3 separate regions of the Mus musculus genome follow, and all the other regions are linked to region 2. The links are chromatin contacts, called in public Hi-C maps. All regions are on one chromosome and are shown on one strand. The core of a region is the stretch at or near the end of the contact, and the rest is flanking DNA. Distances in the headings are between cores, read along the strand shown.

What was found. A called contact is a pair of places that touch in the nucleus more often than the background predicts.
Region 1: a contact with region 2 is called in a Hi-C map of bone marrow-derived macrophages, with 26 read pairs. The contact joins the promoter of Prkar1b here to the enhancer-like site in region 2. A contact is called at or near these places in 2 of 39 promoter capture datasets (embryonic stem cells and neural stem cells), 1 of 484 Hi-C or Micro-C datasets (bone marrow-derived macrophages), 11 of 115 datasets of contacts at active chromatin or transcription factors (bone marrow-derived macrophages, craniofacial prominence, embryonic basal ganglia and 7 more) and 5 of 9 other capture datasets (adipose tissue, embryonic stem cells, liver and 2 more).
Region 3: a Hi-C map of bone marrow-derived macrophages shows a contact between it and region 2, with 16 read pairs. The contact joins two enhancer-like sites. A contact is called at or near these places in 1 of 484 Hi-C or Micro-C datasets (bone marrow-derived macrophages), 2 of 115 datasets of contacts at active chromatin or transcription factors (bone marrow-derived macrophages and pancreatic cancer cells) and 2 of 9 other capture datasets (adipose tissue and macrophages).

Annotation. Positions count from the first base shown.
Region 1 is chr5:139,128,305-139,131,004 of GRCm38.p6, reverse strand. Prkar1b (protein kinase, cAMP dependent regulatory, type I beta) reads left to right here and starts at 1,253. Exons shown (of 11, transcript NM_008923.3): 1 at 1,253-1,361.
Region 2 is chr5:138,826,805-138,829,504 of GRCm38.p6, reverse strand. No RefSeq gene overlaps it. Among named protein-coding and RNA genes, the nearest start is that of Gm30206, 2.9 kb to the right of the region's middle. Within about 2 kb of position 1,449, at least 16 of the 459 cell types and tissues checked have an H3K27ac peak or open chromatin away from gene starts, as enhancers often do. A contact at or near this core is called in bone marrow-derived macrophages, where this site is marked.
Region 3 is chr5:139,219,283-139,221,982 of GRCm38.p6, reverse strand. The region is part of intron 2 of Sun1 (Sad1 and UNC84 domain containing 1); the gene reads right to left. Among named protein-coding and RNA genes, the nearest start is that of Sun1, 20 kb to the right of the region's middle. Within about 2 kb of position 1,257, at least 24 of the 459 cell types and tissues checked have an H3K27ac peak or open chromatin away from gene starts, as enhancers often do. A contact at or near this core is called in bone marrow-derived macrophages, where this site is marked.

The DNA.
Region 1 (2,700 bases), core at 4-2,503, 300 kb before region 2:
TCCTGGAACTCACTCTGTAGACCAGGCTGACCTTGAACTCAGAAATATGCCTGCCTCTGCCTCCCAAGTGCTGGGATTAAAGGCATGCACCACCATGCCCGGCTGAGCAGTGTCTTTTTTTTATTTTATTTTATTATTTTTGTTTATTTTATCATATACTTGTTTTGTTTTATTATTAATTTCATTCTAGATTTGATTTTATTCGAGACAGAACCTCATGTAGCCTAGGCTGGCCTCAAACTTGCTATTGTAGGCAAACATACAATACAGACAATGCGCTGCTCCTGTTGCTACACCCCACGTGCTGGGATCACTGGTGTGTGCTGCCATGTTGGTGCATTGCTGGTGATGGGACCCTGAGCTCCTGCATGCTAGGCAAGCACGATATCAACTGAGCCCTGTTCCAAAGCAGCAAGTCCTTTTACAGCAGTTTTCCTTCACATTGGCAGGAAGAGGTGTGGGCCACCGCCAGCCCTGCCTGCTGAGAGCACAGGCCAGGTTGGTGGCCATGTGGAGACATGTGTGTCAGGAGGAGGAGGGCTGGTGAATGTGGCAAGAGGTATCAGGCAGCTGGGCAATGGGGTACCCCTGAACGATAGGGAATGTGGGCAGGTGAGTGGAGGAACAAATTCAGGGAGCTGGTCAGTGTAGATAGACGAGTGGGGAGCTGGTGAATGGAAGAACAGATTGGGGAACAGGGTGTGAGCACAGGTGAGTCAGGACAGGTGAGTGGGGGGAATACGTGGTGGACTGGAGAATATAGACAGGCCAGAAGATTGGAGATGTCTTCTCCAGCACCTTTGAGTCTCATCCTTCCTCCTGCAGCTCAGATCACTGGGAGAAGATGGACTCTGTTTCCACAGGAGCAGATGGCGCAGGACAGGATGCGTGCGTGGTGGCTAATTTTTGCTACAGGCCTCGGCTTTAGAGTGGGCAGGCACTGAATGAGACTCAGAATGACAGCTCAGACAGAGCACGGTGCCACTGTGCCCTGAGCAGAGAGAGCATCTAGGCCCGGAAGGAGCGGCGCCAGCCAGGTCGGGCTAGCTTAGGAAGAGAGGAATGGGGTGGTAGGAGGTCCGGGTGGCAGGACCTGTGTGTGTGCGGGGACGCGGGGCCTGCGCGACAGAGCTCTGGTGTGTCCCTGGCATTCAGAGACAGCTGTGGGGCGGTCCCTGGGGAGGACAGCGGTCGGTGGGCGACCCGCGCGGGCGCGGTGCGCGGGGCCTGGCGGCCGGCGGCGACGCGCAGCGGGGGCGGGCGGAGGGCGGCGCCGCTGCAGTGCGGGGACCCGCTCGCCGTCCCCGCGTCCCCGCGTCCTCGCGCAGCCTCCTCCGGCCTCGGGCACCGCGCATCTACAGGTACGCAGGCTGGGGTGGGGTCTGTGTAGGGACCCGGCCCTATCTGGAGCTGGGTGTCAGCGGGAACTGGGGTGGGGTGGGGGACTCACGGGGACACGAGGGATTTGGGGAGGGGCGCAATCAGCCCCGCGGGGCTACGCGGGTGGAGGCGGGGGTGGGGTGGGGGGAGAACTGTTGGCGTCCAAGGTGGTACCAGGCCTTTGTAAAAGCTCTCAGGACAGGGTTGGGTTGGTCCCCTGTACCCACCAGGGTCTGGAGGCGCCTTGCACTCACCACCATCTGGGGGCGTCCCCAACTCTCCTCTGGTGGGCCCAGGGTTTGGGGACCGAGTCACGGTATGTGTGTGTGTGTGTGTGATTCCCCATCCTTCTGAGGCTAGGTGTACCTCCTCGTCCTCATCCGCCATGGGGTCCCCTCAACCCCAAGGCCTCTAGGCTGGATGATTCCAATCAGTGTGGGGCGGGGCGATGACCTGGACGTTGTGACTCAACACTGCGCAGGACACTCACTAGAGCCTTCTAGAGCCTTCGGGCCTCTGTTACTGTCTTCCAAGCCCCCCACCCCCACCCCTCAGCTCACTTCCATTGTTTTCTTTACCCTCTTTGCCTTTCTCATGAAACAAGCCACCCCAATCCTTTGACAGCACCCCCCTCGCGCCCCACCCACCCGCGCTGGGGCCTTAGATCGTGACAACATCAACCTTAAAAGGGGGGAGAGTGTGGATGAAAAAAAAAATGAAGCATCATGGTTTGCATAGTGGGGGCGCCAAACACCCAACTTATTCCACCTGAAATTTCTCAGAAATGGAGAGAGAACCGTATGCAAATCATACTTGATCTCTTTCATCCCTGAAGGAACCTGTTCCGAAGTAAGGAAGGCGTTTGAGCCTTTGAGTGATGAACTAACTCATCAGAGAAAACCCTTTGACAAACGTGACTTCTGGCGTTATACACACTGGAGTTAATCATTAACAATAAACCTTACATGCTGGGAGGCCCTCTTCCACTGATGTACAGCCCTATGTTATTTTTTTAATTAAATGTTTTGTGTGCATGCGTCTCTCTCTCTCTCTCTCTCTCTCTCTCTCTCTCTCTCTCTCTCTGTGTGTGTGTGTGTGTGTGTGTGTGTGTGTGTGTGTGTGTAGAAGGCCAGTGGTTGGTCTTGGGTGCATTCCTTGACCACTTTCCACCTTATACAGTGAGGCACAGTTTCTCCCTGAACTCATAGCTCACCGATTCAGATAGTCTAGCTAGCTAGCTTGCCCCAAGGACCCTGGCTTCACTTCCCTCACCCTGGGACTGTAGGCCACCATGCCCACCTGGCATTTCTGTGGGTGCTG
Region 2 (2,700 bases), core at 200-2,699:
GGAAAGCACGTTCCAGCACCTACCCTGTGTTGGGACAGACCTAGGTCCAGGAAGTGTGGATGGCAAGGATGTGGAAGCTGGGGACATTTGTTTCTAGTGTGCTCCTGTTCCTTCTCTTAGCCTATGTCCCGTGTGACCCAGACCCTAGAGCCAATCACTCACCTGGATCCACAAGTCTCTGAGGCAGGTCTCCATACCTATGGAGGGAGGTGATGAAGCATCCCACTGCTCACTGCTGTTGCTGTTCACTGTCCTGCCTGGGCTGGAAGCTCTGTCCTGCCCTAGGCCACAGAGGCCTGGGCTGAGAAGGATGTGTTCCCACACTTAAAAGCCACAGGGGTGTTTATGAGGCTGAGCAGAGGAGAAAGGCATTACAACAAGGGATTGCATGTGTGAGGCAGGAGGCGTGACGTGACAGCAGCAGGTCAGAGAGAGCCAGCAGCCTACCCTGGACCAGACGCCATTCCCTCCTGATGGCCTGGCTGCCATCCTTGCTCTTCCATATGTTTTTCAAACATGCTGGGCCTCTGGTCTGTGATCAAATGTGTTACATGTGTGTGTATGTGTGTGTACGTACACGTGACTGCAGGTGTGTGATGTGCATGTCTGCGCTGTGTATGTATAGGTGTATGCTGTAACACTTCCTGCCTCACAGATGCAATCCCTTGTTGTAATGCCTTCCTTCTCTGCTGGCTTCATAAACACCCCTGTGGCTTTTAAGTGCAGGGACACAGCCTTCTGAGGCCAGGTCTCTGTGGCCTAGGGCAGGACAGAGCATCGCTGTGTGTTTTTGTGTGCACATGTATACACTTCCACTTGTGTGTGTCCAAGCATGTGAATCTGTGTGCTTGTATCAGTGCCTGGATCTGCACCCTGTGTGCTGGTGTTGAGGACGTATACCCACTCGGCCTGCCCTTGCACTTCTGCTGGACATGCAGGTCCCCCGGCCAGCTGAGTCTACCTGCACTCAGGCATTACAGGGGCATGGTGAGAGCTTCCGTACCCAGGAAATGCTGGCTGGGGACAAGTGGAATTGGTGGCCTGGGTGGGAGAAAGCATAAATCTCTTCTACTTGGATGCAGCTAGACTGGGAACGTGGAGGCCTGACTGATCTCCATACGCCTCAGCTTCACCTGTCTGAAGAGAACATTCACTCAGGTTGCTAGGTAAGGCCACTCTCCTGGTAAACCCCACATGAAGGGTCCAATCTTCCCCTGGCTGATGCTGCCTGCAGACTGGCTTTTGTTGTTTCAGGGACCTTCCAGAGAGGCAAAGGCTAGCAAGGCCTTCTGGGTCCCTTGCTGGACTCTTAGGTTCCTGCAGTGATCCCAGTGCCCCGTGCCCAGCCTTTCTTCCAGTGGCTTAGCCATCCCTTGATTTGTACAGAGTCCCAGCTGCTGTCCCTGCCTCCCAAGTTCAGAGGTCACCCTGGTCAGGAAAGAGCTGTCTTGCTCATCTAACTTCCTGTCTGGGGAGCAAAGCTACCCAGTTCCTTCCAGCCACGACCAACCACATCTACATTCGAGGTTAATAAGAGGTGGAGGCCCTGGGGGGCACTGCAGCAGATGTGCTCTGGAGGGCAGAGTAGTTCTCAGTGGGGGTCCTCTCACCAGTTCAGGGATTGCAAGAGGTCCAGGAGGATGGAATATGTGGCCTCCAAAACAGTCACATATCCCTTGCTCCTTGAATTCCACTGACACTTACAAAGAAAGTCTGGGAGTTGGGGACTCAGATCAATGTCACAATACTTGCCTAGCAGGTGTAAGGCTCTGGATTCTATTCTGAGTGCAGATTGGGGTAGGAAGACACAGAAAGAGCCTGAAGTTGGGCGTGGTGGTGCACACCTGTACTGTGAGCATCTGGGAGGCAGAGGCAGGATGGTCCCCGGTTCAAGACTACCTCTGTCTCAAAAGAAAATGTAAACCCAACTGTGATATCAACGCTCTGGAGGCAGAGACAGAATTATTTCAAGTGAGAGGCCAGCCTGGACTACATCGAGAGGTCCAGTGACAGAGCCCGGGATGTGGCAGGTCCCCAAGCTGGGTGAAGATGGGGATGGCTGCATCACCCTTAGCTGAGGGCTCTTCTTTGTCACCTGGATTCTACACAGAGCACAGGGCCAAGCCGAATAAAGTCCTGACATTCTCATTTAATTTCCTCTTGAGAAATGGCAGCACCATGTGACCTCTCTCTGTGTTTATTATAAATCTAATACCCCGTGTTTCAGTTCAGTGAACGCACATCTTATTTGGAACCTGGGTTTGAAGTCGCCTAAAGCTGGCCGGAATGTAATTGTACTGGTGCATACAAGAGCCTGTTAATTTCTGTTGGGCCTCACAAGCTCTGCACTGGTTTGGGGACTGTCCCTCCTGCACAGTGGGACAGCGTGAGGACCAGGCACTTTTTGCCCAGGATGTGACTGGCATTTTGTGCACTATGAAAATGAAAACGTAATTTTGAAACTGTTCACAGATTGTTTGTTTGTTTGTTTGGACAACAACAAAAAATCATATTACAAGCCATTAGGCCAAGCCCTTTTCTCCCCTCCCCTCCCCTCCCCTCCCCTCCCCTCCCCTCCCCTCCCCTCCCCTCCCCTCCCCTCCCCTCCCCTCCCCTCCTCTCCCCCCTCCCCTCCCCTGTCCTCCCCTGTCCTCCCCTCCCCTCCCCTCCCCTGTCCTCCCCTCCCCTGTCCTCCCCTCC
Region 3 (2,700 bases), core at 8-2,507, 390 kb before region 2:
ATGTGGATAAAGGCTTCATCTCTAGCTGCAGGAGCTGATCTGAAGCATTCTGGAAACAATAGGTAGGGCCTGAGACTGTGCCTTTCAAAGTTATGCTTGGTCTCCAATTATTTCCATGTTCTCTGTCCTGGTTCATCAATGAGGTAAGCAACTCAGCTCGATTATACATCCCATGGTCCAGAATCAACAGCCAAGGACCACAGCCTGAGACCCGCAAAACTGTGAGTCCAATTACACCTTCCCCAAAGGCTTCTGACCCGTATTTTTCCACTGATGAGAAGGTTGACACACTGTGAAAGAAACTCACATAAGTCTCTACATAACACATAAGCTCAGAAGTATCTAGAAGGTTCTCACACGTTCTCTGTGTGCTGGGCAATGAAGAATTCGAAATCTTGATAGCACAGCAGCGTCTGGGACAGAGATACAAAAGGAAAGGGAAGAAAGAGGGGACCAGCTCCCCTACTGACCTCCAAATGAAGAACCGGACTTGACAGTTTCCAGGTCTCTACTGTTTATCTGCTGTATCCCCAGTTCTGTAGGGACTGTAGTTTAGTGTGTCACCAGCTACCCAGGTTGTCCAGGCTATAACCTATTACCCCTAAGCATGGTTTCCATTCATAAGGACACCTAGAGCCGGATGCAGGAGGGACCCTGCATCCCACTCCAGGCAGCATAAACCCCTGAATCCTGAAGCATTTTTAGTAGCTGTGTTTACAGGCTCCATCCAGGACAGGAAGAACAAAGTGGCAGATGAAGACACAGACGCTAGTTATAAGTCTCAAAGACTATCCTGAGAAAAAAAGTAACAGCTCTTATAGACCCACTCTCCAAGAACTTAGTTATTAGAAAAAAAATTAAATTTTACATTGAGCAGGGGTGGGGCTGGCAGAATTTTATGTGCAGGTCAGAGGACAACTTTGAACAACAATTCTCTCTTCCCATCATTTGTTTCCCAGGGATAGGAGTCAATTCATTGGACTTGGTAGTTATATGTGATTTAACCCATTAAGCCTGTGGAATCCATAGACCCTCGAATTCACTTTGTAGCCTAGGCAAGTCTCTAACCTACTGTCTCTGCTCTATTGAGTGGCAGCTGCTGTCACAGACACACACACATATACACACATAGAGTTCCTCAAAGAGGGAAGCCTGACACACACCCTTCCTTCCTTCCTTCCTGCCGTAGCAACTAGCGTCCTGAAGCCATGTCCTGTGCCCTATACTGGGTCCCTCCCAGCCTCCAGGGACCCTTTCTTATTAGTCACTTCTTTCAATCTCCACACCTTAGGTTCTCCTGTGGGTCCTACCACAGCATCCAGACTCATATCAGGGCCCTGACGTGAAAAGTAACAAATATACTTAGCCACATGGTGCCCCAGTCCAGCAGAGCAGCTCACCCCCGAGGCCCTGGCTTCAAGCAGCTGACTCAGTGTTCAGTCCCACCACTGGGCTTTCTATGTATTTGGCCTGCTACAGCCTCCTGGCTCCTAGGCACACTGAGGCTGGCTAACTGCAGTCACCTCACCCCCTGTAGGCAGCCTCCCTCCCTCCCTCCTCCCAGAGAGAAAGTAGGACTGTCTACAGAGCATACAGTTCAAGACCAGAGGGCTTCTGGGAGAGGTTTCCTCTCTGAGGGAGGCAAAGGCAGCTGCTGTGACCCTTGTGAGCAGCTGACTGGGCTGACAACAGGTGGGTCCAAGAACAACACAAGCCACCTCAATCCTCCAAGAGGAGCCTCGAGTCTTCTCTAGACAATGACACAAGACTCTATCATAGCACTGGGCATGGAGCCATGCCAGGCTAGCAACACATAACTGAACTTCAGCACAGCCTCGTAAGATCCTCTCAACAAATAAAGTCAGCAGCTGCAGAGATAAATCCGTTAGTAAAGTGCTTGGAATACAAGCGGCAGTTTAATCCCCAGCACCCACAAAAAGTAAGAATGGGTAGCCTGTGAGTGTAACCCCAGTACCAGGCAGATCCCTACCAGCCAGCCTACCTCAGTCAATGAGTCTCAGGTTAGGATCCTGTCTCAAAAATAAGGTAGAGCCAGGCATGATGGCGCACACCTTTAATCCCAGCACTTGGGAGGCAGAGGCAGGCAGATTTCTGAGTTCGAGGCCAGCTTGGTTTACAAAGTGAGTTCCAGGACAGCCAGGGCTACTCTCTATAAGCCAGGCTGGTGTGTGTGTGTGTGTGTGTGTGTGTGTGTGTGTGTGTGTGTGTGTGTGTGCATGTATGTATATATGTATGTATGTATGTATGTATGTATGTATGTATTTAGAGATAGGGTCTGAATTACCCTGGAACTCTCTGTACTGGCTAGTTTTGTGTCAACTTGACACAGCTGGAGTTATCACAGAGAAAGGAGCTTCAGTTGAGGAAATGCCTCCATGAGATCCAACTGTAAGGCATTTTCTCAATTAGTGATCAAGGGGGAAAGGCCCCTTGTGGGTGGGACCATCTCAGGGCTGGTAGTCTTAGCTCTATAAGAGAGCAGGCTGAGCAAGCCAGGTGAAGCAAGCCAGTAAAGAACATCCCTCCATGGCCTCTGCATCAGCTCCTGCTCCCTGACCTGCTTGAGTTCCAGTCCTGACTTCCTTTGGTGATGAACAGCAGCATGGAAGTGTAAGCCGAATAAACCCTTTCCTCCCCAACTTGCTTCTTGGTCATGATGTTTGTGCAGGAATAGAAACC